Regions from separate parts of the Zea mays genome. Here region 1 is linked to region 2. A link is a contact called in public Hi-C data. All regions are on one chromosome and are shown on one strand. The core of a region is the stretch at or near the end of the contact, and the rest is flanking DNA. Distances in the headings are between cores, read along the strand shown.

Region 1 (5,294 bases), core at 104-2,603, 140 kb after region 2:
TATAATTCACGTGTGCTATAATAGATTGTGGTGTAAATTAGTTTAAGTTATATCTCAATCCAACTTAATATACATGCATTGATTTTAATATTAGAGTACCAAAACTAGGTCTGAGTGAGCTCCTCATGCACAAGATATACGATCTGCCGTTTTTATCCCTTCTCTCTGGTTCCAGATTCAAGTGCGCACACGCTAGTGCTCTCCTCCTCCCTCATGTCCGAGCACCGTCGCCTCCGCCATAACCCCGTTCCCTTCGTCGCCCCCGCATCCCACTGTCCCTAAACAGTAAGAAGTGAGCTTACTGTCGAAGTCGTAGCGGCCGACGGTGCGGAGGTCATCCTCGTACATGGCAAGCAGGCGGCCATTGAAGTAGACGAGTCCGGCGTTGGCGACACCCATGCCGCGGGACGGGTAGACGAGGCCGCACAGCCTGCGCGACCCCGGAGTGGCCGTGCAGCTCGCTGAGGGCTTGGGGGAACACGAGTACACGACTCACCTCAGCGCACACGCTCCTGTCGGAGCTTGACCGTCTCGATGAAGCGACACGCGTACGACTCGGCAGTGGTGTTGCAAAGCGACAGAGCATGTAGCTTGAACGCACCATCTCACTCATGGGGCACGACTAATACGCAAACAACTACTAGATGTAAGCATGCAAACAGATATTTTAATCCGTTAAATATAGATCCAATAGTATGTTATATTTATCGCTTAAACTTTTCACCACCACCTGGTATAGCTTTATAAAAACCCTTAACAAACCACAATTTGTATTTATCATTGTATATAGATCTAACAGACTAAAAAATTGCTTACACGTTTACACCTAGTACTTGCTTGTATATTAGTCGTTGCCCTCACTCATGAGTAGAGATGGACAAACGGGCTGCCCGGCCCGTTTTGGGCCTAGCCCGCCAGGCACGGTTAAAAAAACGGGCCGGAAGGCCGTGGACTCATTTCCCCGTCCGAGCCTGGTCCACAGCGGGCCTAAACGGGCCGGGCCAAACCGGTAAGCACGAAAAAAACGGGATGGTAAGCACGGTTTAGTGCAAAAAAGCGGGCTTAGATGTAAACAGACCGTGCTGAGCTAGCCCACCGTGTTTAGTTTCCTGTCCGAGCTCGGTCCGAGCCCGCATAGAACCGGACCATGCCGGGCTCGGATCAGACCTAAACAGTGGGCTTCGTGCCACTAGCGGACCTCGTGCTTATTGTCCATCTATACTCATGGTCATGGTTATTCCAAACGAAAGAGAAACCAATGTACCATTCTGATCGTGTATCTTATTTGGAGTACCAATGTGGCGAAGCAGCATGTTGGGGTATTATAATGGCAAACAACTCCTTTGACGTATTATGTGCTGCCATCTGAACTTTAAAACAAAGAAATCCGAAACTTTATCTCGTTTCCTCCCCGCCTCTCCCCCTCCCCGGCTCTAAGGGCTCTTCTACACCGAAGCACCGCACCTCCCGCCATGCACTGCATCGCCCCCCGCCTGCTCCTCCTCCCGCTCCCGACCGTCTCCCGCCACGCGCTATCGCCAACCCAGACGCCACCTCTTCCTCCCCTCCTCCCCTCCCGCGCCTGTAAGTTCCACCTCGCCTCGGCGCGCTCGCCGTCCCGCGCCGCCGCTTCGGTTTCCGGCGACGACGAGGATGAGGAGGTTGACGTGGATGACGACGAGGACGACGAGACAACCATCCGCAACGTAGACGATGAATACGACGACGATTTCGAGGACGGGGATGAGGGAGATGAGGGCGATGAGGAGGCGGTGGACGAGGAGAGCGGTGGTGAGTACGAGGAAGAGGCGGGGGAGGACGAGGACAAGCGGGAGGATACCGCAGCGCGGAGGCGGGACTCGGAGGAGTATAAGTCGCGGCGGGTGGCGAAGCTGGTCGCCGAGGTGCGGGAGTTCGGGGAGGACGTCATCGACTACAACGAGCTCGCCGGGATCTACGACTTCCCCATCGACAAGTTTCAGGTATCGTTTTGGTTCCTGACTCGGTGGGCTAGCCCTGATTCTATTTGTTGAACTGTGCAACTCCATCCAATGCTGGGTCGGTAAAGTTAAATGTAGTTTTGATATTTTTGTGGAAGATCTCTCACACGTGTAATTCGTATTTTGTAACGATAAGGTAAAGGTAGTTCTTCTCTGCAGGCCTGCAGCACACTATCTAATTTAGGGGTGTTTGGTTTGTAGGTACTAATTTTTAGATTATATTTCATTTTAGTCTCTAAATTGTCAAATACAAAAACTAAAATTGAGTTTTAATTTCGGTATCTGGTAACTCAGGGACTAAAATGGAATAAAATTGTAGGACTAAAAATTAGTCCATAGAAACCAAACACTCCTTAAGCACTCAAATTTGTGTTCCAAAGAAAGAAATTCCTAATTTGGGTGGATCTACTTCTTTTCGAGCCATTCCTTGGGTGTTTTTTTGGCAATATGTTTTTTTGGGAGAGGGGCTTGTCTACATGGTAATATTGTTTTTTTTGTGGGTGGGGGGGTCAGATGGGACCATGGCGGTCTCATTGTTCCATCACCTTTCCCGGGAACAAAACTTTCACTATTTTGACTGATTTCTGATGACATTGTTTGGGACAAGCTACTCTTGGGATGTTTTGTGAGCGCATAGTAGGCGTGCGAGTTGAATGTGAGCGCGCACAAAAAGTTGTTTCCAGCAGAGCGCACATGCGGATGCGCATATAGACCCGTAGAGGGGTGAGAAGCCCGTAGATAAAGGGTACCAGGAGGCCGAGCGCTTATTTTGCACGTCCTCATCCGCGTTCTGCTGGAAGGTAAATAATGGAACGTGGGCACGCAAAAAATGCATCCGAGCCCCTTTCGGCACGCTGCTAAACATAGCCTAACTATGCAAGCAACAAAAAGAACTGGCATGTCTTCATAAAATGTAGTACTTTACTGATTTAAAAACTTGAGTTGGTTTAACGGTTTTCAATTATATTTGAACTAAGTTTCTAAATTATAACTTAGTTACCAGGCATTGTGATTGGAAAGATAACATACACGTTCCCTCTTTCAGCAATAAATTGTCTGCAAGTCGGATATGTTTTTTTCGCTGAATGTAAATCTGATCATTCAGGAGATATATGTTCCAAAATTTAAGCATTTGTAGCGTTATCCAAGGTCCACAAGTTATTGTACTATGCTTTTCTTACCCTGTTTCCTATCTTGTTGTAGCGCTTGGCTATACAAGCATTTTTAAGAGGTTCATCTGTTGTAGTTTCTGCACCTACAAGTAGTGGGAAAACATTAATAGCAGAAGCTGCAGCAGTTGCAACAGTAGCAAGAGGAAGGCGTCTCTTCTACACAACACCATTAAAGGCATTGTCAAACCAGAAGTTCCGTGATTTCCGGTAAAATGTTGTTTTTTGATTCTTCTACCTTTTGCAAGTTTACTACTCAATCCATAAAAATAAACCATTTATCGAGTAAATTCATTTTTAACACAATCGGTTGTACAATTATTTCAGGAATACCTTCGGTGATCATAATGTTGGCCTTCTTACAGGAGATTCTGCTATCAACAAAGATGCTCAGATCCTAATCATGACAACAGAGATTTTACGTAACATGCTGTACCAAAGGTATTTTAGAGTGATATAGAATGATTAACATGGATGGCTGCAGATGCTCACTCTACATACCAGTTTTGCAGTTTGCCATTTTTAATTATACAAATATTGTAGAAGCTTTATGACGAGAACCATTCGCAGTAGATACTTTTGACGTTAAATAAAATTATTGCTAGCCTTTCCCTAATTGTACACACTGATTTTAAAATACACATTTCTTTTCTTGATAGTTTTCATGTTTCTTAGCTATAAGGTAGTTTTTTGGGAGGTCAATCTTTTGCCGGTAGGTAGTTCTAGGTCGTAAGTAGTAACTGATGTTCCCTGACCTGTTTCTGAGATGTGTCTTGACATCTTCTGTTTGTACTGCAGTGTTGGCATGACAGCCTCTGAAGGTAGATTATTTCAAGTTGATGTCATTGTTTTGGATGAAGTCCATTATTTGAGTGATATCTCACGTGGCACTGTTTGGGAAGAAACTGTATGCTATTGGATTACTCTCATATTGATCACTTGTGTTTATGTTGGCCATTTGACTTGGGCAATTTTACCATGTCTTAGGTCATATATTGTCCAAAGGAAGTCCAACTTATATGTCTGTCAGCCACTGTTGCAAATCCTGATGAATTAGCTGGCTGGATAAGTCAGGTAATGACAAATTTCATGTTTATTTTTTTGTGAGTTGGTCTTCTTACCCTCAGTGATGTTTTCTGTACCCTCAGTAATTACTCGTGTTCAATTATTTGTGAGCTTGACTTCCAACTATAAATTAGGTGTATTTTTTTTACTATTGGCCTAGGATTTTGTAATAAATTACAGTGGGACTGTACAAACACATGCATGCACAAATGTTTTGTTTTAAACATAATGATTTACCTTTATTTGCTCAGTATTGCAAGACATTCTCCTATTTTCTGAAGTATGAAATCATTCTTATGTATCTTTCCTTGTAGATTCATGGTAAAACAGAGCTTGTAACATCGAACAAACGTCCAGTTCCGCTTACTTGGCACTTCTCGAAGAAATATTCATTACAACCGCTTCTTGATGGAAAGGGGAAAAAAATGAATAGGTACCATACGCGCTAGTCCATTTTAAAAGATAAGGATGTGGTTTTGATGCCCATGAGTTTCTGTGTACCATTTCAAAAGTGCATTTTTTAGAGTGGCCCAAATTTTTTCTTGGAGACGTGCAGAACTTTAAAATCAAATTCGTTCTTGATATTAAGGACAAAAATAAAACAAGTGCATATGGATCTCATGAGTCATGGCACATGGGTTTTCCTTTCACACTGGAATTCATATTTGAAAATGGGGGCTGCATTACAACTTTCCTTTTCTTCTATTCATACAGGAAACTGCGGATGTCTAACTCCCAAAACTTAGCATCTCCAAAGAGTGAGTTCTATTATGTGAAAGGGAAGAGGAGGTTTAGAACAAATAAAATTGAGCAAGGTAATAGCAGGCCTTTGGACATATCGAAACAGGTTCAGTTATCAAAGCATGAACTCAGCAATATGCGTCGTTCCCAAGTATGGACTAAAAATCCCTTTTAAGCTTCAGTTAATTGCTTCTCACATAATAGATTTGAATTGCCATATGTTAATTTTCTTTCTAGAATACATGTGGTCCAATTATGTGGCATGCCAGATTGATGCCATTTTCTTGGTACCTTTAACTGCAGGTTCCACTAATACGTG
Region 2 (5,091 bases), core at 1,259-3,758:
GCGTCCATCGTCTTCCGCGACTCCAACCCGCACTACGCGCACCTGCTCCTGCACCACGCCCAGCAGGTACGTAGTACTAGATACAGCAGTCATGGTACGGTGTTTGTTGCTATATGGTTCGTGCAAGTTTATTACTCGGGGAAAAAAAACATGGGCTGGAAATGTGCTGGACTAGTAGTAGCGGCAGTACGCGTCCGGTACGGCGTACCCAACTTTGGACTGTTGCGATCGAGCACCTGTCTATCTGCAGGCTGCTGCGTGTGCTGCTGTAGTCAAGCTAGACGTGCCTGCAGGCGTGTTCTTCCTTTCACTTGCGTTGTGTCAGGCAGGCCTCTCTCCTTCCTCCGCGGCACATGCCAAGTTGTGAGCACGACGTTTTTCAGATGAGGGGTTTCTGTCGGTTCGCCGGGGATGCCATGTGGGGCCGCCGGGGAGCCGGCGCGCGCGCAACCTAACGCGAAAAAAAGGAACGGAGAAAAAAAAAACACAAAGGGAGCTACCGTCTGGTGGTGGACGTGGAAAGCCTCGCGGTTTCCATGATTAGGTCGCCAGTTCCATCGCATAAACTGCTTCGAAACTAAGAAATGTAAACGTCAGCCAGCATGTGCTTGCTAATTCAACCACTCCTTGTTGTTTTTTTTTCTTTTCGTCTAGTTTAGGGTTTTAAGTAGGAACCGTCTTTTTTTCCTTCTCTTCTGTCTTTTTCCCATGCCAATTATGAGAGAGACCAGCTTTCGTTGAATAATTAGCCTGCACGTTACCTGAATGAACCATCTCTCTTTTGGTGTCCCTGCAGCTGTTCGAGTTCGCCGACAAGTACAGGGGCAAATACGACAGCAGCATCGCTGAGGTGAAGAGCTACTACGCGTCCGTGAGCGGGTACAAGGACGAGCTCCTGTGGGCCGCCCTGTGGCTCCACCGCGCCACCGGCAGGGCTGACTACCTCGACTACGTCGTCGACAATGCCGACAGCTTCGGCGGCACCGGCTGGGCCATCAACGAGTTCAGCTGGGACGTCAAGTACGCCGGCGTCCAGATCCTAGCAGCAAGGGTAAGGCATAAGTGACAATAATGCCAGCAACCCAGCACACACAAATTATTAAAAGAGTCGATCGCGGGACTGACTCACTGACACGTGCGTCCGTACTTGTTTCAGTTGCTGCTGAGAGGGGAGCACGCGACGCGCCACCGGAGCACGCTGGAGCGGTACAGGGCCAAGGCGGAGCGCTACGTGTGCGCGTGCCTGGGCCGGAACACGGAAGGCGGCGCGGACGCCAACGTGGAGCGCAGCCCCGGCGGGATGCTCTACGTCCGGCAGTGGAACAACATGCAGTACGTGACCAGCGCCGCGTTCCTGCTCTCCGCCTACTCCGACTACCTGGCCGAGGCCGGCGTCCGGACCGTGTCGTGCGCGGGCGGCGAGACCGTGGCGGCCCGGGAGGTGGCCGCGCTCGCCAGGGCGCAGGTGGACTACGTGCTCGGCACCAACCCCAGGGGCGTCAGCTACCTCGTCGGCTACGGCCCCAAGTACCCCAGCCGGGTGCACCACCGCGCCGCGTCCATCGTGCCGTACAAGCACAGCAAGGAGTTCATCGGCTGCACGCAGGGCTTCGACCACTGGTTCGGCCGCCGGAGCTCCAACCCCAACGTGCTCGTCGGCGCCATCGTCGGCGGGCCGGACCGGCGGGACAGGTTCAGGGACAACCGGGAGAACTACATGCAGACGGAGGCCTGCACGTACAACACGGCCCCGATGGTCGGCATGTTCGCCAAGCTGCACCGGTTGGCGCGGCAGGAGCGGGAACAGGGGCCGACGCCGGCGCCGGCGCCGGCGCCCGTCACGTCTGCAGCGGCCGATGTGTAAATAGATAGGAATGTAGAGGGGGGGCTGTACAATTTTCCCCATTCTTTGGTTCATTTTTTGTTGGGCTCTGAATTTCATTTTACACAGATCCAGGTTATTGTATACAAAAGAAAAGGTAGAGGCATCGACATGTGCAAATGTAAATCCACTACCAGTACATACGAGGGAAAGAAATGGCATTCTTAACTTATTGGTCGTTCTTGTCTGTACCTTTCCGTCGGAGATTCTTCATTCGTGCAGTCCAGCTTGACAAAGAGCACGTTATCTTCGGCTAACCGGGCGCTGCCGAGTTTTCAATGCCAATCTGGCACCATAAGGTCACTAGACCAGCTGCATAACACGAAGCACAGGCATAAAACACATGGTTAGACCTCAAAAGAATGGAAATAATGATGCTTTCACATGATTGCTGTCCTTTCTCTAAGAGCAGCAACATAAAACAACAAATCTTGGTCCGCCTTTGATACAGCTTTCTTAATCATATATATAGTAAACTAGGAAACAGTGAAGCGAGATCACCTGCTCTTGCGTCCGAAGAATCGCAATCGAAGCTACACAAAATATTATGCCACAGTTCAGATGCCCCATTACCCACATAGAGCCCAATATGAACATGTGGGCCGTATCAACAAGCATGTGTGTACTCCAGCCCAATAATGAATTGTACAATATAATCATACAGCAGTATGGCACAACCACTGAACATGTGGTTCAGTCTAAAAGAATGGGAAGAACAACGATACATGACTGTGTGTAAAGAATACATTTGCCAGTTTGATGGGGAGACTTACAGAAGAAGCGTACAAAACCAAAATTAACTGATCCGTGGCAACAAAATCCCACTGGCAATGAGGATCCAAAAGATCAAATACACCAAAACGATCGGGAAATGACAATCATCAATGACCTATATGATTCTAATTTTCTATAAACAACTTTGGTTCTCTTGATACACACCGTCCATCCAAATCTTCCAGTAAGCTTTCCGTTCTCCGGTCCCATATGTTTTCTTCCACCAATAACCAGTATCAGTAGAGGATGAGAACCTGGCAAGAGCATATGATGATGATTGGTCACAGGTAATGATCAATCAACATACTTAGTATCTCCCCCCATTTGGTGGTGCCGGTGGCAACCGGTTAGGTGTGCGTCGGCTGCCAGAGTTGGCATCCCCGTTTTCATGGCGCCGGCCTCGACTGTCAGCACTTTTTGACCTTGTCTCATGCTGTGAACTGGACCGGTCAACAGAGCCATTTGTTGCTGAGTCGAAGGCAGACTTCCAATCCTCACCAGAGTGGCCAGGAGACCGGGGGCTACCCTCTGCAAGTACATTTATGTCCACACGAGGTTAGGCTCCTCAATTAATACCCAAAAGGCAAAAAAAAAAAAAAACTACAATAAATGGAAAGTACAACTGGTCCACATATTTACAACAAGCAATATCGATCTAGGTATCTAACTAGTTAGCTGGGGTTCTAGAAACTGCACGTGAACTTATGAACTAAGCATCATACTGTTACTAGCTCATTATACTACACATTTGTGGACTACAATGAAAAATGTTCTTGTTTGAAGTATAGAACTTACCAGCTCCAGAACTATCGTTCCCATATGAAGCTGCTCTATTGTCATGAATGCTGAGTTGGCGAGTGAGCTTTGACAAGAGGGATGATTGTTTTTGGTATTTTTCCCGCCTACGTTTAGCATTGTGGTCCTCTTGGAGTAGCTCTTCGATCTTTGCATTGCTTTGTGCACTAGAAGTGAGAAAATGTAATTGACTCAGCAATGAATTATTAAGATGAAATAACACTGGAACAAAACATTTTCTTCTAAGTACTTTAAAATACTAGTAACACCTTTCAACAGTCACCATACAGGAGCACGAAGTGCAACAAAAGGAAAAGGTGAAGTGCACAAGTAAAAGAAGACTGCAGTTTTAACAGACTTCTGGAACAAACAACAAGAAGAATACTTCTGGAACAAAGTTTGCAAATATTCAAAAGAGTGAATATTCATCTACAATCAGATCCAGAGGGATTAGGGGTTTATGGAACAAGATTGACATTGAAGATTGAACTTAGCAGATGTGGTTCAAGATATGTAGTTAGGCAGTTGAAAGTTGAATTTCAATTCAATTTGCATAAAAACACTAGCCTTAAGCAAACAAGGGCACATTGTGAGTGAAAAGAAGCAAACAAATGATAAAGCAGCATGAGAAATACTAGAAATATACTATGCCTGCACGTATGTGATGCATACAAGTTGTAATTGTAAGAATACCAAAGACGTAAGTGTTAAAGTGTGAGAAACAGTTAATGACATATCAGTTTGCAGAACTCAAGCATGAATAGAGGCACTACTTGTTAGACTAATTGTGTGTGTGCACTATGGGCCTAGAGACCAGCCCATTAAGGGTAGACTGTATGTAATACTTGTAATACGGTAGCCCATCTATCAATTAGGGTTTTCATTCACTCCAACATGGCATCAGAGCATTTCTTCTTCCCCTCTCCTCCCCTAGCTGCCGCTGCTAGGGAGTACAGATTGGTGGCCGTCAGGGGCAAAGGGGTGGGCCATGAGGATGGTGGCCCAGGGGACGCTCCATGTGGCCCGGCCTGGGGTGGACCTTCACCTGCCCACCCCAGCCCCAGCCGTGAGCCGGCTCACCTAAAGATGCCCGACCTAGGGTATCCTCTCAGCCCACTCCCCTCTGCGCCACCGGCACCTCTGCCACTGCTCCTGCCTCTACCACCACACTCAACTCCCTCCTAGAACCCATGCCCTGGTGGGTGAGATCAGCCATATGTTACTAGCTCGTTCAGCACGATGACCCTAACCCCTCCCGCCATCACCAACTGGGTTACCGACTTCGGCGCCTCCTACCACACCACTCCGGATGTCGGTATACTCTCCCCTTCCCACCTACCTCTTCCATCTCACCCTTCTTCTATCATTGTGAGCGGAATATTCTCCCAATCACCTTTGTAGGTGATTCAGTCCTTCCCAAGCCCTTTCATCTCCGCAATGTTCCTGCCGCCCCGCCATATCATTCAAAGCCATCTATTCGTTTGCCAGTTACCAATAACTCTTGCTCTAATGAGTTTCATCCTTTTGACTTGTCTGTGAAGGATCTCGCTACCCATAGCCTCCTCGTCAGATGCGATAGCTCTAGACCCCTATACACCCTGCGACCATTCCTCAACCTACCGCTTTCGCTACACCACCGA

The links. A called contact is a pair of places that touch in the nucleus more often than the background predicts.
Region 1: a Hi-C map of leaf shows a contact between it and region 2, with 4 times the contacts expected there. The contact joins the promoter of LOC103627701 here to the enhancer-like site in region 2. A contact is called at or near these places in 9 of 25 Hi-C or Micro-C datasets (bundle sheath, ear, leaf and 2 more).

What each region holds. Positions count from the first base shown.
Region 1 is chr5:213,929,011-213,934,304 of Zm-B73-REFERENCE-NAM-5.0, forward strand. LOC103627701 (DExH-box ATP-dependent RNA helicase DExH15 chloroplastic) reads left to right here and starts at 1,354. Exons shown (of 16, transcript XM_008648000.3): 1 at 1,354-1,982; 2 at 3,204-3,379; 3 at 3,497-3,610; 4 at 3,968-4,076; 5 at 4,157-4,243; 6 at 4,549-4,667; 7 at 4,949-5,126; 8 at 5,279-5,294. The coding sequence starts at 1,473.
Region 2 is chr5:213,783,708-213,788,798 of Zm-B73-REFERENCE-NAM-5.0, forward strand. It overlaps LOC100285069 (endoglucanase 1), which reads left to right. Exons shown (of 5, transcript NM_001157964.2): 3 at 1-66; 4 at 797-1,051; 5 at 1,157-2,062. The coding sequence ends at 1,864. LOC103627697 (dynamin-2A) reads right to left here. Exons shown (of 22, transcript XM_008647997.2): 21 at 3,452-3,618; 22 at 2,488-3,184. The coding sequence ends at 2,964. Among protein-coding and RNA genes, the nearest start is that of LOC100285069, 4.1 kb to the left of the region's middle. Within about 2 kb of position 2,509, at least 12 of the 20 cell types and tissues checked have an H3K27ac peak or open chromatin away from gene starts, as enhancers often do. A contact at or near this core is called in ear, leaf, seedling and 1 more, where this site is marked.